6 separate regions of the Mus musculus genome follow, and all the other regions are linked to region 5. The links are chromatin contacts, called in public HiChIP or PLAC-seq and promoter capture Hi-C maps. All regions are on one chromosome and are shown on one strand. The core of a region is the stretch at or near the end of the contact, and the rest is flanking DNA. Distances in the headings are between cores, read along the strand shown. Region 1 holds the start of Polr3d (polymerase (RNA) III (DNA directed) polypeptide D). Region 2 holds the start of 4930480K23Rik (RIKEN cDNA 4930480K23 gene). Region 3 holds the start of R3hcc1 (R3H domain and coiled-coil containing 1). Region 4 holds the start of Bmp1 (bone morphogenetic protein 1). Region 5 holds the start of Pdlim2 (PDZ and LIM domain 2). Region 6 holds the start of Hr (lysine demethylase and nuclear receptor corepressor).

Evidence for each region. Promoter capture Hi-C pulls out the DNA fragments that hold promoters and counts their contacts. HiChIP or PLAC-seq counts read pairs in DNA pulled down with a chosen protein or histone mark. Capture Hi-C pulls out chosen DNA fragments and counts their contacts.
Region 1: a contact with region 5 is called in a promoter capture Hi-C map of adipose tissue. The contact joins the promoter of Polr3d here to the promoter of Pdlim2 in region 5. A contact is called at or near these places in 16 of 39 promoter capture datasets (the 3T3-L1 cell line, 3T3-L1-derived adipocytes, the C10 cell line and 11 more), 12 of 115 datasets of contacts at active chromatin or transcription factors (cardiomyocytes, craniofacial prominence, embryonic basal ganglia and 9 more) and 3 of 9 other capture datasets (adipose tissue, liver and pancreatic islet).
Region 2: a promoter capture Hi-C map of second pharyngeal arch cranial neural crest shows a contact between it and region 5. The contact joins the promoter of 4930480K23Rik here to the promoter of Pdlim2 in region 5. A contact is called at or near these places in 9 of 39 promoter capture datasets (the 3T3-L1 cell line, the C10 cell line, the HPC-7 cell line and 5 more), 1 of 15 datasets of contacts at CTCF or cohesin (large pre-B cells), 5 of 484 Hi-C or Micro-C datasets (B cells, the N1E-115 cell line and pro-B cells), 9 of 115 datasets of contacts at active chromatin or transcription factors (bone marrow-derived macrophages, craniofacial prominence, embryonic midbrain and 6 more) and 5 of 9 other capture datasets (adipose tissue, embryonic stem cells, liver and 2 more).
Region 3: a contact with region 5 is called in a promoter capture Hi-C map of pre-B cells. The contact joins the promoter of R3hcc1 here to the promoter of Pdlim2 in region 5. A contact is called at or near these places in 4 of 39 promoter capture datasets (cranial neural crest, liver, pre-B cells and 1 more), 1 of 15 datasets of contacts at CTCF or cohesin (large pre-B cells) and 1 of 9 other capture datasets (liver).
Region 4: a contact with region 5 is called in an H3K4me3 HiChIP or PLAC-seq map of intestinal villus epithelium, with 6 read pairs. The contact joins the promoter of Bmp1 here to the promoter of Pdlim2 in region 5. A contact is called at or near these places in 6 of 39 promoter capture datasets (3T3-L1-derived adipocytes, cranial neural crest, embryonic stem cells and 2 more), 5 of 115 datasets of contacts at active chromatin or transcription factors (embryonic stem cells, forebrain, intestinal villus epithelium and 1 more) and 1 of 9 other capture datasets (liver).
Region 6: an H3K4me3 HiChIP or PLAC-seq map of embryonic stem cells shows a contact between it and region 5, with 11 read pairs. The contact joins the promoter of Hr here to the promoter of Pdlim2 in region 5. A contact is called at or near these places in 7 of 39 promoter capture datasets (cranial neural crest, embryonic stem cells, liver and 2 more), 3 of 484 Hi-C or Micro-C datasets (embryonic stem cells, epidermal suprabasal cells and muscle stem cells), 5 of 115 datasets of contacts at active chromatin or transcription factors (the 230-238 cell line, T-cell acute lymphoblastic leukemia, embryonic limb bud and 2 more) and 2 of 9 other capture datasets (liver and pancreatic islet).

What each region holds. Positions count from the first base shown.
Region 1 is chr14:70,441,843-70,445,508 of GRCm38.p6, reverse strand. It overlaps Polr3d (polymerase (RNA) III (DNA directed) polypeptide D), which reads left to right and starts at 2,038. Exons shown (of 9, transcript NM_025945.3): 1 at 2,038-2,176; 2 at 2,389-2,558; 3 at 3,114-3,157. The coding sequence starts at 2,394. Mir320 (microRNA 320) reads right to left here and starts at 1,999; the gene lies at 1,918-1,999.
Region 2 is chr14:69,731,378-69,734,537 of GRCm38.p6, reverse strand. 4930480K23Rik (RIKEN cDNA 4930480K23 gene) reads right to left here and starts at 1,704. Exons shown (of 3, transcript NR_130157.1): 1 at 870-1,704. It overlaps Chmp7 (charged multivesicular body protein 7), which reads left to right and starts at 1,968. Exons shown (of 10, transcript NM_134078.4): 1 at 1,968-2,347. The coding sequence starts at 2,049.
Region 3 is chr14:69,706,300-69,709,505 of GRCm38.p6, reverse strand. R3hcc1 (R3H domain and coiled-coil containing 1) reads left to right here and starts at 1,922. Exons shown (of 8, transcript NM_001146012.2): 1 at 1,922-2,000; 2 at 2,325-2,452; 3 at 2,822-2,959. The coding sequence starts at 2,343.
Region 4 is chr14:70,517,912-70,521,599 of GRCm38.p6, reverse strand. Bmp1 (bone morphogenetic protein 1) reads left to right here and starts at 1,340. Exons shown (of 20, transcript NM_009755.3): 1 at 1,340-1,731. The coding sequence starts at 1,563. It overlaps Sftpc (surfactant associated protein C), which reads left to right. Exons shown (of 6, transcript NM_011359.2): 5 at 128-283; 6 at 485-659. The coding sequence ends at 274.
Region 5 is chr14:70,175,062-70,178,728 of GRCm38.p6, reverse strand. It overlaps Pdlim2 (PDZ and LIM domain 2), which reads left to right and starts at 1,914. Exons shown (of 10, transcript NM_001253736.1): 1 at 1,914-2,050; 2 at 3,422-3,516. The coding sequence starts at 3,424.
Region 6 is chr14:70,552,792-70,556,043 of GRCm38.p6, reverse strand. Hr (lysine demethylase and nuclear receptor corepressor) reads right to left here and starts at 1,810. Exons shown (of 19, transcript NM_001379479.1): 1 at 937-1,810.

The DNA.
Region 1 (3,666 bases), core at 789-3,288, 270 kb before region 5:
TGTCTGAAGAAAGCTATAGTGTATTCGTCATATACATGAAATAAATAAAATCTAAAATAAATAAACAAATAAAAAGTAGCCACAGAAGCTGGGCACGAGGGCACATTCCCTCAATCCTAGCACTGCCAAGGCAGATACTTTCCTGAGTGTTTGAAGTCAAGTCTTGTCTCTACAGTGAGTTTCAGGTCAACTAGAGGTTTATAACAAGATGACTCCGTCTCTTCAAAAACAATCCAAGTCATATACCGTATGACTCCATCTTTAGAATACTTTTGAAATAACAACATTTTAGAAATGGAGAACAGATTAGTGTGGGGAGGAGTGGGAGGAAGAGAAGGCTCAGCAGTAAGGGAGGCTGGCTGTATCTGAAAGGGCGGCTTCAGGGATTCCTGTCATGCTGAAATGTCTTGTACCATGACTGCAAAAATGTCAATATTCTGGTTTTGATATAAGTGCTAGATCTTACTATTGTGGAAAACAAAGTAAACAGAATTTGGGCTCTGCTGAATCATTATCATCATCATCACCATCAGTGTCTCACTTTGTAGTCCAAGCTGGTGTAAACTCAGAGACCTGCCTGCTTTTTCCTCCCAAGTACTGGGTTTACAGGCATGCACCAACATGCCTGGCTTGTCACATAATTTCCCCCCCCCCCTTTTTTTTTTTTAAATAACTGCATATGTATGACATCAAAATGAAGTTTACTTATTTACTATTTTCATTTTATTTATTTATTTTGGTTTTTCGAGACAGGGTTTCTCTGTGTAGCCCTGGCTGTCCTGGAACTCATTCTGTAGACCAGGCTGGCCTCAAACTCAGAAATCCACCTGCCTCTGCCTCCCAAGTGCTGGGATTAAAGGCGTGTGCCACCACTGCCCAGCAAAGTATACTTTTAATATGTACATTTTCTGAAACTCTTTCCTAGGGATATAATCTACAAGAAAGCAAAAAAGTTGGATGTATCAAATGTACACTAGCTATTTCTAACAACATACCTATTTAAAGTAAGTGCCCCATTAAGGAAACAAGTTACGATATATACATATAAATATGCACATATATATCCTCCCATTGGTCATTTGTCTCCGACAAAGAATACACTATTGTGTGGCACAATATTACAGTACATCAAAAATATTTTAATGCTAGCAGCCTATGGAATTCCAGCAGAAATAGGTTCCTTCCCTAGAATTACATAACCTTTTTATTTGTATTGGGGTCGCTGTAGTGTAACATTAAATGACTCCCCCCCCCCCAGATTAGATTGCAACCACACATTACAATAAAAAAATTTTTCAGCTGGGATTGGTGGTGTACATCTGTAATCCCTACAACTGAGGGATGAGTGAAGAGACTGGACTGCTGCAAATTCGAGGCCAGCCTGGTCTACTTAAGTTCCAGACTAGATAGGGTTACAGAGCAGGGTTGTCTTAAAAATACCCACACCTCCCAACCAAAAATCAAAAAACAAAAACCCTTCCAGTTGAAGAGCAAACTTCAGTTCCAAAGGCTTCCCAGATTTGACTAAGCAGTCATGGGCCCAGGTAGATGAGAAGAGCTATTGGCTGCTCTGTCCAAACTGCGTTAAGGGTGACACCCCAAGACCCCAGGGACCGGCAAGGGAAGGCGCACGCGAGCAAAGGGTCGAGCCCGAAGGTGCAATGACCACGCCAAGGTCAACGCAGGGAGGCTGCAGCCAGCCACGGCCTGAGGGCTCTAAGCTCCCTATGTCCGGAGCCCCATCCCGAGCGGCGACCCCACTGCTCCCAGAGGCTGCGCAGTGTGGACTCCACATACAGCAGGTAGGCGACCTTGGAGCCCCTCCACCTCCGACCCCGAGGACCGCACCTCTACTCCCTGCCAGGGGCCGAGACACGCCCCCACGAGTCACACCCCGGCACAGCTTACAGTCCACCTCCCACATCCTTTTTCGCCCTCTCAACCCAGCTTTTCCCGACTCCGGGAAGAACCGGGAAGAGAAGGCGGAGGGCGGCGAGGCACCGTCGGATAAATACTATGGTCAGGTCACGCCCCCTTGATGTCACTTCCGCCCCAGGGTAAGATGGCAGCGCCCGGTCCTTGCCACGCAGACTTCCGCCTTGCCCGGAGACCCGCGGCCCGTGGTTGCTCTAGTCGGAGGTGAGGTTGTGATACTCGGCGCAGAGCCTCCACGCAGGTGCGTCACGAAGTCCCCAGGGAAAGGGCAGGTGACGGAGTCCAAAGCTAGGGGTGGGGCGCTCCGGGAAGCCTCGCCACGTGGGACGGGGAGGAGCTGAGCTGCAGCGAGAGCGACGCACGGGCGGGGGGCGGGAGGCCACGTGGGTGCGGTTCCGCCCAGGGTCCTCGCGTCCAGCCCTTGGAGTCACTTTGTTGCCTACTTTCTTCTAGGAACCATGTCGGAAGGAAACGCGGCGGGCGAGCCCAGCAATCCTGGAGGGCCGCGACCCCTTCTCTCTGGGGGCCGGGGGCTGATCGGCCGGCGGCCCGCACCCCCGCTTACGCCCGGTCGCCTTCCCTCCATCCGCTCCCGGGACCTCACCCTTGGCGGAGTCAAGAAGGTACCTGCGAGCGCGTTTGTATAGAAACCCACCCAGGCCGTAGGGAGGCGACTCGTGATGTTCATTCATGTGCTGCCTTGGGCCCCTGGTGGGATGTCAGCCTTTAGAGAGACCTGCAAACCTAGGTGCTGGTACAGGACACTGACAGGGTCTCCTAGGCAATTAAAAGACAGTGAATCTAGTTGATTCAAGACATCCGGAAGTGCTTATTATGTTCTGGGCTCCTTACAAAATCCCTTGAAAGCCAGACAAAATTGCTTTACTTGCAATTTCGAGTGTTCATAACTCTGTGGATGTCAGTATTGAAAACTAATAATCTAGTAAGTGATGAATCTTAGGCATGCCGGTAACTGCTCTTTGTCCCCTCCTGTTATGTGTGTAACAGTAGATGTAACTGTACCGAGTAGCTCTGAAAAGGAATAGCAAACACAGGATAAAGCATTTTAGCTTTGCCTTGGGGGCTACTGGTGATAGTCTACCTGTCTCTCTAAGCCATCCCAGGACTGTTGGTCAGTTGAGCACATCGAAAATACAGTACTGTGTTTTACTTTTCAGAAAACCTTCACCCCAAATATCATCAGTCGGAAGATCAAAGAAGAGTAAGTAATGAATGAACAGTACTCACCCCGGTTAGCTCTGAATTTGGGGACGTAATTAGGTTGTGTGGCCTAGAGATTTTAACTTACGCTATTAGCTTATTCACCAGTGGTTCTCATCCTTCAATCCTGGGTTATATAGGGGCATGTTTCTTTTTGAGACAGTGCCTCGCTACATGGCCTTGCATGTCCTGGAACTCACTTATGTAGGTTGCTGGCCTAGAACTCCCAGAGATGTGCTTGCCTCTCAGACCTGTGTCCTGAGTGCTGGGATTAAGATGTACACCTCCACGCTTAGCTCCAGGGCACTTTGCATTAGAGGGTCTTTTTGGTTTTTGTTTTGTTTTGTTTTTTTTCTGTAATAAATAGCTGAGATAATTGGCTTACAGAGAGGGACATTTTGTTTTGGAGATTTTAGTCCACGATCAATCAGGTGGTTCTTGCTTTTGGGTTCATGGTATGGCAATGAATGCAGTCGGAATACCCAAGGGAAGAAAGAAATTAAGGAGAGG
Region 2 (3,160 bases), core at 455-2,954, 440 kb after region 5:
GCTCGCCTGTAAAAGGTGGAATCCTTCGCTGGGCGGAGAAGACCTAGTTTTACTGGGCCTAACGGGTAGCACAGTACAGATTTGTTTCACTAGATTTGATATTTGGAATTCTGCTCTCTGCCTCCTCCCTCCCTCTCTTGCCCCACCTTTCCGTCCCTCTCTGCACCTCTTTCTCCTCTCCACTTCTCTCCTCCCTCTCTCTCCCCTCTCTGGCTCTCCTCTGCTCCTTTCCACCTGATTCACCTTCCTCTTCTGTAAAAGCAGGTAAAGTGGGAAAGGCTACCTTACAAACTATGAGAACTATAGCGAAAGTATTTGAAAAAAGGCCGCTAAGTGAGATATTTTGAACACACTTTGAGGAATATAGCACATAGATAGCAATTAGTACACACATCATATAACTAAACACTCCATTTCCTCCTTCAAAATGCTTATTAAAATTCAATGAAACTCAATGCTCATGAAAATTCACCTTAACACTGTTTCAACTACTCTGAAGCCCGAAACTCATCACATTTCCCTCAAACTGGAAATACCAGTTTATAAAGGCGACTATTTAACAGAAATTACTTTTTCCTAAGTCGAAACAAACTTTCGCTTTAATTTTTAACGTTTACACCAACAGTTCCTTTCACCTTTTAGATTGTTTGTTTGCTTGCTTGATAAGTCTTTTAAAAATCAGCATATTTCCAGGCTGGATCTGTAGTTACCGTCGTCTGCAGGGCAGAGCTCAACTAAAACTACAATTCTACAATTCCAGGGGATCCAACACCCTCTTCTGGTCTCTGTGGGCATTGGACGTACGCGGTGCAGTTGCACACAAGTAAGCAAAACATAAATACACGGTATTTATGGGAACTATTACTAACCTGCATCGTCCTGCTTCTGTAACCTGAAGGTTTTCTGCTCCTCGATCAAGCAGAGAAGCCATGGTGCTATACCTCATTTTTGTTAAAAGTTCATATCCTGTCATGCTTGCCAACAGCGACCACGTTAATGGAAGTATGGAACCAGTAGTTTTCCCCTTTATAAACCTGTCTTTAACGGTCGGGGCAGTCTCTCTAGACTTGTAGTGAGTGCGTGCCCTCGGCCGGGTCTGTGCAAATTTCAAATTAAAAAACAGCTCGTCCTAGTCTCTTTTTGAACGGTCCGGCTATAACTACCACCACCACAATTTATTCTCAACACTGAACAAATTTTGTAAGACTCTTCAAGACGGAAAAGTAACTAGAGGGTAAGGTTTAAGTACCTCTCAGTCCATAAAGTATTTTCTGCAGTAGCGCTGTCATTGCAAGACACTTGCATCGCTGTCTGCCCTCTCCTTCGAGGAAGCAGAAAGGTCAGAGACAAATGCTAAACTGGCAGCCAAGGCAGCCGGAGCTTCAGATGAGAGTTGGAACGATTTTTTTTTTTAAAGGACCTGGCAGAATATGAATTTTCAGGAGAAAAAGGACATCCCAGAGCTAAAGAGCGGGAAGAAAGTGATTAAGAAGACTATCTCTAGCCCTAAAAATGGGTCCAGTGTCACGGAGCTTTGGGACCATTTTTGTTAATCGGCTGATATTCTAGTGAAAGAAAGGTATCTTGGGCGTTTGTTTAACTTAAAAGTCTCTGGGCTAAGGAGAGCTACACCAGATCCAAGGTTGTGTATCCACCTGCAGCTCCCATAGCCTCAGCCTGGCTAACCTTAAGCCCGAACCACCCGGGAGGTGCAATAGGTAGCCCCTCTAGTACGCCTCGCCAAACTCTATGGTTGTGGCGCACGCGCAAAAGCCTTCCCGTCGCACAAAGGCCACGGAGAGAAGGTCCGGCGCCTGCGTTCTGCCTCTCTCGGGCGAGAACGCCCTCCTCCCTCCCTCCCGGCCAAATGAATGCCGCGCCACGCCTGCGCCCTGAAGACTTGCGGGACTTTTATCGCACAGGCGGCGGTGGTGACGTGATGGCTGAGGAGGAGGGCGTGAAGGAACGACGGAAGCCGAGAGGGACCTGGGGCGGAAGGGGACCCGGGCCAGGCTTGTGTTCGGTTCCTTGGCGGGGCTGGGGTTCCGATGTGGTCCCCGGAGCGGGAGGCCCAGGCCCCGACCGGGGGAGACCCGGCGGGCCTCCTGCCGCCCGAGTGGGAGGAGGATGAGGAGCGCATGTCTTTTCTGTTCTCCGCCTTTAAGAGGAGTCGCGAGGTGAACAGCACCGACTGGGACAGCAAGATGGGCTTCTGGGCTCCGTTGGTGCTGAGCCACAGCCGCCGCCAAGGGGTGGTGCGCCTGCGACTGCGGGACTTGCAGGAGGCCTTCCAGCGCAAGGGCAGTGTCCCGCTGGGGCTGGCTACGGTGCTGCAGGACCTGCTGCGGTGAGGACCGAGGCCGAGAGGGCCAGGCGGGGGGCGGCTCCCCAGGGCTGACATCAGACCTGCCCCTTGACAGCCCAGACTCCGCGTCCAGGGTTTGTTCAGTGGGTGGAGGAGGAGGAGGGGGACGAGGAGGCTGCTCCACGGATGGATGTCTGGACTCAGAGAGAAAGAGGGGCTGGGATGGTTGGAGTGACTGGGGATAGGCAGAATGGTCCAGAAGAGACCCATCTTTGCAGAGGTGTCAGCGGGACACTTGAACTGGGATCCTGTTATGCAGTTATTTCCACAGGACCTCCAGACTTGAATTACTTTTACAGCAGATCTCTGCGGTGGGTACTTTGAACTAAGAGAGAACAGAGCTAAGGAGAGAGTACTCATGGGATTCTAGACATCTTGACAAGAGAACTCTGGTACAGGTCGTACAAGTAGCCTTTCCTGGTATGTCCGGGACGGAGATTATTTAGACCAGAGAGGAGAGTTTAACTGTGTAGCTGGGGGCCTCTGAAAGAGCTTTATGTGATAAATGTGTGTGATAGATACAGTGTTCAGGTTGTGCTTGAAGAGGTGGCATATCTGATAGATGACTGGTACTTCATGGTTTCAGATACTGTCAAACTCCACTCTCTGGCTTTTTTAATAGTCCAGGGCAAGATAATGCAGTTATCTTTATTAAAAATAAACAGTCTCAGAGAGATTAACCTATTCCAGGTTACACAGCTAGAGTAACCCCAGGGCTGGATCCTTCCTTTGAATTCGAAATCATTTGTATTTCACACTGTACATGTTATGCCCAGCCCAGCTCAGCCCAGCACC
Region 3 (3,206 bases), core at 673-3,172, 470 kb after region 5:
TTTGTTTAAAGAAAATGTCTATTTTTCTTTTTTTAATACTTTCTTAGGTATATTAATTATCTATTTATGGATTTCTTGTGTAAGGGTCTGTATTTGTAGTGTGTGTGTGTGTGTGTGTGTGTGTGTGTGTGTGTGTGTGTGTGTGCTGTAGATGTTGGTATGCACGTTCAGGGCAAGCATGTGGCCAGGGGACAACCACAAGAGCCCATCCTCAGGCACCTTCTAGTTTATGATCTGTTTTGAGTCTCTCATTGGCCTGGCACTTTGCCACTTGGGCCAACTGACCAGTGAGCTTTCAGATCAATAACCATCTAAAAAATTGACAGTATCTTAATATGTATTATTTTTAAATTCATAGTGGGCATATTATAACCCCACTCTAAGTTGAGGAATATGTGCAATTTTTGATTAACTTCTTTTTCTTTTCTTTTTTTCTTTCTTTTCTTTTTTCTCTTTCTTTTTGGTTTTGTGAGACAGAGCTACTCTGTGTAGCCCTGGCTGTCCTGGAACTCACTCTGTAGACCAGGCTGGCCTCGAATTCAGAAATCCGCCTGCCTCTGCCTCCCAAATGCTGGGACTAAAGGCGTGTGCCACCACTGCCCAGCTAACTTGTTTTTCTTTCTGTTTCCTCCCTCCCCCCCACCCTGTTTCTTTCTTTGTTTTTGTTGTAAGAGCTTCCACTGTATGTTTTGTGAGCCTTCTGTTCGGTGCTTTCAGTCTTGGAACTTCTATATCTTCGTGGTGATCTGACCCTTTTACCATGGTATACAATTCCTTGGTGTCACATGGTTAGGTCCTGGAACTTTTCCTGCCTTCTTTCCTGACCCCCACTCCAGCAGGAGCCAAGGAGCTGAGTGCAACCCCGTGTAGCTTGGATCAGTCCTTAATCTTTCAATCATGCCTCCTATTTGGGGTAAAATTTTAGAAGACGCCAGCTTCTCTCACTGAGCTCACCTAGCCTTATTGTGTTTTCTGCTTCTGTGCCGGACTTCTGATCACCGTGTCAATACTCGAAAGGTGTTGAGTCTTAGTCATAGCATATCTATAAGCATTGGTTTGGCAAGCACACTAGATCTAGGTTTTGATACTCAACTCTAGTCAGCGTATTAGTGGCTACTGGACCTAGTGGCCCACTTTGGCCCAACTTGGGTCTCTGTGTGACAAGAGACCTTTGCAGGTCTCTCACTGAGATGATATAGGGGACAGATTCTGGATACAGTGTTTAGAAACGTTTACAGAGGTGTAGGATTGTCTTGTCTGCTTGTATATATATGCACCATCTGTTTGCTCAAGGAGTTCAGAAAAGGCTGTTGGATCCCTTGGAATTGGTGTTACTGATGGTTCTAAGCCACCCTGTGGGTGCTGGGATCTGAGCTTAGGTTGCCTCAGGAGCAATATTATTAACAGCCCAGTCAATTTTTCAGCCCCATAAAAAAAGATTTATTTACTTGTTTGTATGTGCACCAAGTTTGTGTCCGAGTGCTGATGTTACTGGGACCTGAAACCAGAGAGAGGTTCCCCTTCTTAATTCCTAAATCATCTCCCCAGCTCCAGCCTCCCGCTCTTACCTCTTTCTTCCTCCATTAGGTACCAGGTCAAAGGAACCTAAAATTAGAAATATATAATGTCATCACTATTTAGCATCTAGTAGCTGTTCCCTCGTGTTGGCAGAACTCAATTGGTTCTAGAAGATAAAAGTACTATCTGACTTTGGAATCAGAGCCACTTTTGACTTGTGTAACTCTAGACAAGTCATATCACCTTTTTGGGTCTCTATTTTCCCAAGAGAATAATTGCTTAGTTGCTTCTTTGAGGGAAGCCCTATGCGTTTGGGTTAGAGCAGCTCTGGCCCTGCCCCAGCTCTTTACAAGAACACGCCCCTCTGCGGCACGTGCAATATCTCCTCCCGGCCTCACGATGGCGCTAATTCCGCTGGGAAGAAGGGGACGCTCAGGCTCTTGGGGACCCTGAGCGCGGCGGCAACTTTCCGAGCTGCCGCGGTGAGTGTTGAGGGTGTTGGGTGTTTCCTCCTGGGATCGCGAAAGGGAAGGACGACTGCGTGTTGTGGGACGGTTTCAGTGGGCTGCGCCCCAGAACTGAAAAGCCCGGGTAACACGCGGCGAGACGAGGCGGTGCTGGGAGCAGGGAATCCAGCCTGGCTCTGGACGTGAGCGCACTCGGCTCCACACTCACGCGCCTCCCATCCCGCTCCACAGTGGCCAGGGCTGCGAAAGTCTCCAAAGTCCTTGCTGCAGGGACACTTAGGGCTGTGGGCGGCCTCTGGGCCCATATTCTGATCCCGGCCTTGGCCACCGCTCCTACAGGCTCTGCCATCTGTCACCCTGGCCCTTCTCTGCTTGGACGGTGTCTTCCTCTCCTCGGCCGAAAATGACTTTGTCCACCGGGTCCAAGAGGAGCTCGATCGTTTCCTGCTGCAGAAGCAGCTATCCAAGTACGGGGAACGAGGGAGTGGCTTTTAATGCCAGGATAGGCATGGTTTGCCCCTCTCCCAGGTTCTGTGCCCAGGTAACTGGCTGGTCCACCAGAAAGGCCCTGCCTTTAGCCTCTGCCAACTTGCCCAGCCACACCTTTCCTTTGTATCGCAGCATCACCCCACTCAGGCAGAAGTGCTCACTTTCTTCTAGATGATGGGAACTGTAGCTCCCTTTGATGATCTACTTTGCAATTAGGCAGGGACCTGCTTGGGCACAGTGAGCCTGGTGTTAAAGCCACCATAAACCTGGGAGCGGCCTGGGTGGGAATTGGGTGTGGGGTGAACCCGCGGTCTCAAGCTTATTATTTCCATTTGGTTCCTTTGCAGGGTCCTACTTTTTCCCCCAGTCTCCAGCCGCCTGCGGTACCTGATCCATCGAACGGCGGAGAATTTTGATCTTTTGAGCAGCTTCTCTGTTGGGGAGGGCTGGAAGAGGAGGACAGTCATTTGTCACCTGGACATCAGGTGAGTTTGTCCTACTGCTTTGGAGGGTTCTCAGCAGCTGTGTGTGTGTGTGTGTGAGTGTGTGTGTGTGTGTGTGATGATTGGACTAGCTGGCTAGCCAAGGAGGGTAGAGTTTGGTAGGAGCCAGGGCCACAGTCACAGTTGCCTTTTGCTTCATCAGGGATGCAACTGACTTGGCTGTTCAGCTGTTCGTGTTGGGCCAAAGAAAATATAGTGCACACAAGCAGTTGGGCTAGTAAGGGTGGGT
Region 4 (3,688 bases), core at 91-2,590, 340 kb before region 5:
CCTATGGGCTTCTACATCCAACCCAGTCCCTCTCTGAATTTGTGAGGAAACTGATCCTCGAGAATTACCAACTTAGTGTCCCACACTAAATAAAGCAGGTGACATTGAAAGTAGGTGTTCTTTCCAGGCCAAGCCCTCCACACCCACCTCTAAGCTGGGCCAGGAGGAAGGGCATGATACTGGTTCCGAGTCCGATTCTTCCGGGAGAGACCTGGCTTTCCTAGGCCTTGCTGTGAGCACCCTGTGTGGAGAGCTACCACTCTACTATATCTAGCATCCACAGGTGAGCAACAGTACCTTTCAGGGTGCCTGGGCAACACTGGCAGGGCTTGGGCTGCCTGCTTTGTCAGGGGACCTACTAGGTATCTCTTAAAGTCAGTGGTCTCGGGAGCTCGGAGGATGGAGGGTTCCCAGACACATCCCACACTGGACCCAAGCGGGTGGCTTCTTCAGTCCCCATAAGCATTAGTTCTTTGCTTCACAGGGTCGGTAGAAACCGCAGCGGGACAGGAAAGACCCTCCGCAAAGGGTCTTTGTCAGACAAGCAGGAAGCTGCTCCTGCCCAGAAACCGGTGGAAGTCTGTAAAGGAAAGGTGTCTCTCCTACGGGCCAGGGGGATCCTATCACAAAAGAATAAAGCAGCCTGATTGGAAAACAAAGAGTGGCGCTTCTTTTCTTTCACATTTTCTCAGCTCGGCTTCTAGCAGAAGCCGTCCTAGGAAGGAGAGGGTTTGGAGAGTTGGGGCGCTTTGCCACGTCCTTTCTAAGAGTGATGGAGGTTTGGTCCTACCCCAGGTAATGGGGAACAGAGCAAAAGGCAGGGACAGAGGACGGGACCTGGGTGCCATACACGGGTGTTAGGCGCCCTCCAGCGGTGTGTCCACAAGGAAGGACAGCGACAGAGACAGGCAGGGAGACAGCTAGACAGAGAGACAGTGAGAAGCGAGAGAGCCGAGATCTAAGACAGACAGACTCTGGAGTCTCTGGGAGAGAACGATCGATCGCTGATCCAGTGTCTAAGAGGAAGGAACGGACCTGACAGCGTGTCCCGTGCCCGGAGGCACTCCGCCTGGTACAGGACAGCGGCCTGTAGGGGGCCCCTCGCGGAGCGGTGCCTCCGGGCATCCCTGGCCCGCGCCCCCTCCCCGGCCCCTGCCCCAGTCCCAGGCAGCGGATTCCCCTCCGGGGCGGGCGGTGCTACTCTCGTCCTCCCCGCCCGGCTGGCGTGCTTCCCGGCCCGGCCGAGCACGGTCCCGGCCCCGAGGGGGGCTGAGCTGGGCGAAAACCCGCCCTCCAGCGAGCTCATTTCCCTAAAAGGGGGGGTGGGGTGGGGAGTGGGAGGGCGGCGAGAAAAGAAAGGGAGCGACCGAGAGGAGGGCGAGGGGACGCCGGAGCCCAGGGCCGGAGAGAGCCGGGCCGAGCGGGGGGCGGGAGACAGGAAACGGGACGGGAAGAGGTGGCCTCGGGGGGAGAGCGCCTCCCCTTCGCCTTCAGCGCTCCCTTCCCCGTCGCCCCGCTCCCGCGTCCGGGCGCGACCGCCACCGCCACCGCCGCCCGCCAGCATGCCCGGCGTGGCCCGCCCGCCGCTGCCGCTGCTGTCGCTGCCGCTGCTACTGCTGCTGCTGCTGCTCCCGCGCGCCGGCCGGCCGCTGGACTTGGCCGACTACACCTACGACCTGGGCGAGGAGGACGCCCCGGAGCTCCTCAACTACAAAGACCCTTGCAAGGCGGGTGAGCGACCCCCGGCTCCCCCAGGGCGCACGGAAGCCGGGCGTGGGCAGGCTGGGATCGAGGCTCCCGGCCGGGCAGGGGTTGGGGTTGGGGTTGTAGTTGGGGTTGGGGGAGGACAGTCCAGTGTGGGAAGCTGGGAGCTGCTTGGTTGGCAATGCAGTGGGGGAACAAAAGACCGAGGGAGAAAGGGAGGGGGAAGTTTGGGGGACTTTTAGGACTGAAGTTTTGCTGCTGTTTGTGGAAACTGCTGCGGCTGCCGTTCGCCTTCACAGAGGAATCCTGGGGAAACCTCCCTCGGTCCCAGCGAATCCCGCTGGCAAGGAGGCTTTTTCTCCACCGGGAAACTTTACTGGCCAAACTGTGTGTGTGTGTGTGTGTGTGTGTGTGTGTGTGTGTGTGTCCGTCCGTCCGTCCGTCCGTGTCCCTTCTCCCCTATCCCTCCTGCTTTGTGGAATACTGGTGTTTGCCTGCTTGTCTGTTTGCCATAGTGCCGCACAGCACATCTGTCTGGTTTGATGCCCAGAAAGAAGGCCTGCAGCTCCAAAGGGATAGATTTTCCCGGCTTCTCAGCCCAGTGGAAGGAGAAAGTTTTTCAGGAGGTTCTATGGAATACTTCTTCATAGGCAATCCTATGAATCTAGCCAGCAGCAGGAGCTCTCTGAACACTCAAGAGACAGCTGTCAAAGTCAGAGAAATTGGCGGCAGGGGTGGGGGCTTGGGGGGCACAGGGGGACTTACCTGTGCCTTTGTGTGCCAGGAGAGCTTTGCCAGAGCTCAGTTAGGTTAGCAAATGAGTCTCACAAAGAGGTCTCAGATATTCTACATCAGCTCTCTCGCCCTACAGACACCTGAGGCTAATTAGTCAAGTCAGGGCTTCTAGTGTGTGTGTGTGTGTGTGTGTGTGTGTGTGTGTGTGTGTGTGTGTGTGTGATCTTTGTTCATGAGGACTCTCCTGCTGTGATTCCCTTGGAGTGACCAGATGACCAGACACACTCAGGCCATTGGCCTAATTGATGTTCCCAAGCAGGCTGTCTGGAATACACTGGGGACAAGTTATCACAACTTTTCCTCGACTTCCCGCTTCTGACTTCAGCCTGTCTGCGAAGAGCTAGAGCCAGGGATTGGGACACAAGAAATGGACACAAAGTTTTGGGACAGGCAGCTACAATCTTGAGCACAGAGGACCTAATCAGGGACTCTCCTTGCTCCATCCACCCTTAGGTAGGATAGGGACCATTTTACAGGACAGGACAAACCAAACCCTTCAGTCTTTCCTCTTCCATGCCTGGTATGCTGTAGGCAAACCAGGACAGTAAAAGTCTCCATCACATCGTGCGTGGTAGGAGGGCAGGAGGAAGAATGAGCAAGGCATGAAATCTGAAGGACTCATTAGCCACCAGGAAGGCTGAGCACAGTCTCTGAACTTAAGTTCCTCATTAGAGAACTAGCTGGTGGGTAAGGGCTAAATCTGAGAACATATATAATTCACTTATTATTAACACACAGCAGACACTATATAAATGTTCATTTCCTGTGCTCTGTGCCTCCAGCTCTTGATCAATGTCTTTGAGAGGGTGTGGATTTGGATTTTAGAAAAAGCTAACATCTCTCTGACCCTGTACGGTGTCTCATATCCATTCAGTGATGTTCGTTTCTTGATATGTCTCAGGGCTGGGTTTGATGTTGTGGGAGGTGCAGAGAGTTGCCAGACAGATCTCGGTCCTTAAAGAGATCACGTTCTAAGCAAGTGTCCAAGAGCACACTAATGTTACACAGCATAATTCAGGAAGATTAGGGTCCCTCATCATCTCTTCGTTCCTGGTGATGGGGAGGGCAGAGCAAAGTGGTTTGAAGGTGTGTGGGAAGGTTTGTAGAGTGGAGATTTTTTGTGGAGGCACCAGGACAGGAGCACAGCCTCAAAGAATGGATAGGAAGCTATGCTCATGTTGAGAATGGG
Region 5 (3,667 bases), core at 665-3,164:
TCTCCTCTGGGAAATCAGGTGTTTAACAAGAGAGTAAGATGAACATTACTGGTTGGGGGACGGGGGACGGGGGACGGGGGACGGGAGGGGGGGGCGGGGACCGAGGCCCCCAAAGAGCTGTGGAAACTGCTTTTCCTGGCTTTGTTTCCCAGTTGCTGTGGTAAAACACTGTCAGAGTCAGGGTTTCTATTGTTGGGATAGAACATGACCAAAAGCAACTTGGGGAGAAAAGGGTTTTTACAGTTCCACAACACAGTCCATCATCAAAGGGACTCCAGGCAGGAAGTCAAGCAGGAGCGATGGGGCTTGATCTTCAGGGCTTGCACAGCCTGCTTTACTTATACCACTCAGGACCACCTACCAAGGGATGGAACCGCCCACAGTGGGCTGGGCCCTCCCGCATCAATCAGCCATCAAGAAAATGTTCCCCCCAACAGCCACGCCCACAAGACAGTCTGAGGGAAGCAATTGCCCGGTGAGGTGAGATTCCCTCTTTCCACAGAACTCTAGTTTGTATCAAGTCGACAAAAAGTAAACAGCACACCACGCAACACCACACACACAGTTAAAGGAAGCCATGACACTCGAGGATCGGACAGTGTGAACCCCAGGCAGTGCCTGCCCTACCCGAGGGCTGCTCAAGAGGTTTTCAGGGAACTGAGGGTAGAGCTTAAAAGGGAGAATACGTACAGATCTGGGGCCCTGTCTTCAATCCCCAGCACCAAACCAAACAAACATAAAAGGCTTCCAAACTAGCTGCGGAGGGAGAGCAGGTGCAGCAGACAAGGGGCCCCTCTTGGAGGCCCCTGGAATTAGTCTGTGGTAGAGCCATTTACCTGCCCAAGGAGAGACTGTGGGAGGTGGGGCCAGGGAGGCAACCTGGCTGGCTGGGAAGTGCAGAGACTCTGAGCCACACCGATGCGCGTCGTAGGTGAGGAGGATGGTGAGGGTGGCGAGGGCAATTCTCTTGGGGAACTCGGAGAGAATGACTCACACCCGAGGCAGGCAGGTTACAGCTGGGTCCACAGGTGTGCTCTACGCTGTGCCAAGTTGTAAGAGCAACTGAAGAGGCAGGAGGCAGCTGCGTGGGCTCTCAACTCCCCAGGGCAAGAGTTGCCAGGTATAGCTCTGGGGGACCCTCTGGTCAGATGGCTCCTCCTTCCTGGGCCTACACCTGCTCTCCCCACCTCCACACCGTTGCCCTGAGTCATGGAGTCTGGCATAGGAATTGGGCAGACAGGGTCCTCCGTAGTGCTTAGAGCTGGCCCATGCCAGGCAGAATGGTGGGAGAGGAGGTGCCTGATGACCCTGCCAAGTGCTCTCTATCTCCTCTGGGTCTGGGCATGTCTCCCTGCTCAGGGCAGGCTTGCGGGGGTATCTGGGGCTAAGTCACTGCGCTGGCAGTACAAAGCCAGGGGCATCTGTCTGGGAAGAGATAGGAGGGTGGAGGTGTGGCCCAGGCTTGAGATGTGTGGGTATCGGGACTGTATCTGCTCCAACATCGGAGCCAGGAGTGGGCAGAAGAATCGGATGGACCACAGACAGGTCCATCAAGCCAGCGGTTGTCTGACAGAGGTCTGGGGACCGCGACATCGAGGGATCCTTTCCTATTGTGGGGTGGGACGCAGTCTCTGTATACTGCGCACCGTGGGGATGGTTTGTCATTTGAACCGACCCCCTGTGCTTAGGGACAGTCCGGAGGATGTGGACACCTCGGAAGGGTCTCAGTCTAGAGGCGGTTTTCAGGAGGGTCTGCTCTTCTCGCTCGCCCACTTCCAGCTCCCCCACAAGGCGCGGGCCAGGTGGCGGCGCCCCGGCTCGGCAGCGCAGAGGAGGCGGCTTCCCGGGCCAGGGGCGGCGGCAGGGGCGGCCCCGGGATCACATGGGCGGAGGCAGGTCTGGGAGCCCCGGGCGAGCTCTCCCTAGAGTCGGACAGACGGCTGCGGTGGAACGGCGGCGGCTCCTCGTCCTTACTCCCTCCGTTCTTCCCTCCCTCCTTCCCTTTCCTGGCTGGCCTGACCGCCCAGCCCGACAGGCAAGCGGCAGCCAGGTGAGCGCGCGCCCACCTGCACCCTCCGCGGGCCACCGCCCTCGGCGATCTCCTCCTCACCGGACCCTACCCTCGGCCCAAAGCCCCTTTTCCCTGAAACTTCTCTTCGACCTGGATACCCCTTGGCTTGGGTTCTCCCCTGACCCAGACACTCGTCCTCTAGTCCCAGTCCCAGTCCCACCCCCAACCCCCTCCGCCCCGGGGTATTTTGGACTTGTTGGGAAGCAAGCTTGAGAACTGGTACTGGGGACAGCCAGACTGACAGCTAGGCAGTTCACTGAGTCCACTGGTCGGCTCAAAGGTCTGAGAATCTCAGGGCGTTTTCAGTCTTTCTGTGATCAGCCTGGGACACCGTGGCTGGGCCTGGGTGAAAGGCAAAGCCAGTTGCCTGGGGGACAAGACAGTCGGACTGCTGGCCTGGACAGCCTCCCCCTCCCCCCAGGCCTTGATGTTCTTGAGATATTGGACATACTTGCTGACCCATATCTCCCCAGGGACAGCCTGAGGATGGGTGCTGGGCTGGGTGGTGCCCAGGCTGGCATTGCAGCTTCCTGCCTGGGTTGGCTCCTGGCTCCAGATCTAGAGGCTCAGGAAATCCTAGGAGGGCCTGGTCCACAAGGACACTCCCTTGTGGGTCAGCGGGGGCTGTGGATGAGAAGTTTGTGGCCAAACTGGCAGCATCATGAACTTGCCCTGCTGGCCAGTACCAGGGTGGCTGTGGGTGTGGGTGTGCTTCCCTTGGCAGATGAGCCTTGGCCTCCTTTCTCAGGCTGCTCACTAGGGTGCAGCAGGCCCCTAGAGGAGGTAGCAAGCTTCCTCTTGTTCATCTGAACCCAGCTGTTGGGGTCAGGCAGGGAGCCAGGTAGCCCCTCTGAAGACCTTAGTCTGACACCTGCCAGCCCCAGCCTCTGCTAACTTCTTGCTGTCTGGTGGGGCTATCCTGAGGCTTGCTGTCCTCCTGTATACTCTATACAGAGTGTAGAAAGTATTTTGTGCTCTTCGTTTAGGGAACAGGAAACAGGTAGTGAAGGGGTGCGGGGTGCGTTCACTCCTACCACCTGCTAATTCCTTCCCACAGTTCTCCACCAAGCACTTGTATGGAAGTCTGACCTCTTGTCAGTGGGACTGCTGCCTGTCTTAGGGGATCTACTAGTCTGAAGACCCTAGAAGGGGGAACTCAGAGTCTTCAAGGCCTCCCAGGGTGGGGGGAAGTGAAACTCTTAGAAGAGGGAGGGACTTAGTCACTTCCTCTGTCACCACCCGCCAGGCCCAGGCCCTGCTGGGCTGCTCTGAGACCAGCCACCGTCTTCTCCCTTTGCTTTGGGGTGTACTGTGGAAGTGGGCCCCACCTCCCAGTCTTCTCTTCCTCAGGCATGGCGTTGACTGTGGATGTGGCAGGACCAGCACCTTGGGGCTTCCGAATTAGCGGGGGCAGAGATTTCCACACACCCATCATTGTGACCAAGGTAAGGGCTGTTTTTAGGAGATAAGGAGCTAGCTACCCCCTGAAAGGGGGTCTTGTTCCCCACGGGTACTTTCCCCAATTTGTTCTGGAGCCTGGAGTCTTCTGGGGCAATGTTGGCCAGGGGAACAGTTGTGCTTTGTGGCATGAGTATG
Region 6 (3,252 bases), core at 561-3,060, 380 kb before region 5:
CTAGTTACAAGTCTTGGAAACTGATAGAAAGCAAGACTGCAAAAGGTTAGCTCAGTAGAAGACACTCAGCTGCGAGGACAGGGAGACTGACTGGATCCTGGCCCTGACTGTGTCACCTGCTATTCGGATGTCCAGCAGGTCATTTTCTCCTCTGGGTTTCAGTGTACCCGGATGTAAAAGAGGAACTCAGAGGATTCTTTCTAAACGCCAGTCTGTGGTTTTTGGGGTGCTGCTTGCCCGCTCCCATCTTCAGCCCCCACTAGGCTTGCAAGACTGGGATGTTCAGACCCGACAGGCTCGAGTCACTGGGCAGGGCAGCTAGCCAGGGCTGCTGGCTGGTGTCTCCCTACCCCTGGGCTGTCTGAATCTGCCCTTCATGGGCTCTAGTTTCTTGGCATCTTCAAAGAGTACCGGGACAACTACTGGGGGCTAGGATCTCTGCTCCCAATGGGAGTCAGCATGTGAGAAGGGATTAAGAGGTTTCAGACTAGGGTGGGTCGAGCTGCCCAAGCCCGACGGCAGTGCCAGGGCACCGCTGCTAACTGAAGCCCGGAGGGGGGAGGGAAGGAGGCGGGGAAAGCAGGCTGGGCCCCAGAGAGACGCAAGCGAGGGAAAATTGAACACGCTTGCTAGGGACCAGGATGACAGGTGGCACCAGATCAGCTGTAGTCTCCTGAAGTAGTCCCCATGGCCGGACAGAGGAAACTCCAAGAGGGATGGATGTACGTGAGCCTTGGCGGAGGCGCCAAGAATTTTTGGAGCTGCAGCTTGCATTCAGTCCAGCCCCCTTAGTTGGGCATCCTAACTTTTCCATGTTAAGATGTAAGGTTCAGTTCAGAGTGACACCGGCACTTCACTCCCTGCCTGCACCTTGGGATCAGCTCATAAACTCCCCCATTACAATTAGCCCAGAACGCGCTCCCTCTTGGCGCTTACCTGGGCTTCACAGGCCGGGCGCGGTGTGGGCGGCGGTCGTGCTAGCCGGTGCTGGGTACTCGCTCCCCATGGGCCGGCTTCGGGGCGTTCTCCCGCTTTCTGCTCAGCGCTCTCGCGCTCTCTTTCCCCCCGGGCGTCGGGGGCGCTCTAGGGCCGCAGGTTGGAGGGGTCGGACTCCGGAATTTGCAGGATGCGGCACACGGCGCGGATGGGCCGCACCAGCTTCTGGGCCAAGGCTGTGGGTTGCGCCATGGGACGCCGAGACTCCGTGCTGCGCTTTGGGGAGGGTCGAGCCGGGGCTAGGGAGCGGGTGTCCCCGGAGGGAGAGAAGGATCCGGGCCGGGGGGAACGCGCGCCCCGGGTCGGAGATGGCTGAGTGGGGGGAAAGGCCGAGGGGCCGGGGAAGGGGGTCGTGCCTGGAAGTGGGGGGCCGATCCTGTGAGCCAGGAGCGAGGCACCAGCGAGGGCGCAGCACCGCGTAGCGCGGCTAATGGAGGGAGAGCGCAGCGGAGAGCGCAGCAGGACCTCTGATCGCCATCGCCAGACGCGCAACTGAGAGTGGGGAAGCTGCTCCGCCGGTTTCCTCCTCCAGCACCCTGCGGGAAACAGGAGCCCGTGATTCGGCGGCCCCGCCTGGGCCTGCCCCCTTCTGAGCCCCGGGGGCTTCCGCCAACGCCCCGGCGATGCCACCGGCTGCGCACGGGGAGAATGAGCCCTTTGTTCCCCCCTCCCCCCCGCGGCACCCGGGCGCCTGCCGAGAGAGGCTCCCCTGGGGCAGTGTGCCAGCTTCCCAGCCGCCCCACCCTCCCGTGGGCCCGGCCCGGAGCCTGGCAGGCGGGCAGCACCCCCACTATAGGTGCCAAGCCCGGGAACTGGAGCAAAGGGCGGGAGGGGCCGGACCAGGCCAGGATGAGGCGGGGTGCCCCCCGGGGTGCTAGGGCGGGGCGGCAGGGAGGGGTCAGTGCCAGAGCTGGCAGGGGCAGTCGGGTTCTCACGGGTCAGTGATGGGTGCTGCGACCCACGCCAGCAGGCCCGTGCCTGCTGGACCACTCTCTCCCTGTCCTTTTCAGCTCTGGGCACACCCCAATGGCTGGTGTCTTCCCTACCTCATTCTTCATCATCACCTGGCTAAGCCACTCTTCATAGTGTCGGGGCCCAAGACCCTACCCAGCATCCCTCTCTGGGCACAATGTTACAAAGCACTATGCTTTGGAATCTGGGAGGGCCTGACCTGATATCTGGTCTGTTCCCTGGTCTAAGCGCCTTGATTTCTACCAAGTGTCCAGAGAGGTGAAGGGACCAGAAGCACACAAGCATTGCAAGCTCCACTTGGGGTTGCCTGCTGGGCTGCCCCATCTTCAATGTTCTTGGTGCTCTCAGGCCCAGCCTGGAGAGGAGCCCATGGGAGTGGCTCCTGGGAGGGAACATTGAGTAGGAGAGGAAATGGGCAAACAGGGCACCCTCCACCCGAGGAAGCATCCCTGCTCTTCTGCGGGGGTGGTTCCAGAGCACACACACAAACAGACAGACAGATTCAGACACACACAGAAACCCACACGCCCAACGGGTGCTTCCCTTCTCTAAAAGCACCCACCTTCTGCCCCTCTACTCCCCTGCCTCCGAGCCCAGGCTGAAACAGAAGCAACACCACTTACTCTCACTCCCACCCCCCACTGCTGTGGAAGGAATGGATTTGGGTGGCCACAGCCTGGTCCCAAGTCCCTCCACCATCTCTGAAGTTGAGGGGTATCATGAAGAGCCCAATGTCTTTCACTTAAGGGACAGGAGTGAAGGCAAGGAGCTTTTCACCAATTGTTAAGACCAGGATAGGTACTTGGGGGAGGAGGTCTGTCCTTCCATCCTAGCTGCCTGCTCCGACTTGGGCCTTGTTGATACAGATCCTCCTTGCTCCTCTCCTTCACAGAGACCAAGTCTGTGGTGGGCAGGCTGGCAGGGGTTGTTTACATGGCTGGGGTTTTCATACTCCTTTTCTTATCCACTCCTTTGGAGGTGACCTGACCTTAGTTTGCTGAGGGAGCGGAATGAGGAGGGTCTAACAGGGACTGGAGCAGCAGGGGGTCTAGCCTGACCTCTGGCTCCTGGCTCCAGGGCAGGGTGGTGGGGTGGCACGTGCCTGTGGTCCCCATCTAAGTTCCCTGGCCTACCTTAGCAGAGGCTTGTGGGAGAGTCTTGTGGCTTGAGGCCTGGTAGTGGCCAGAGTGGAACCCGGGGCTGTCCTGAGTCCTGGGGGCTTGTGGCTGTCTTCCCCTAAGGTGATAGGGACTGTGTCAGGGGAGCTGAACAGATACCCACCCC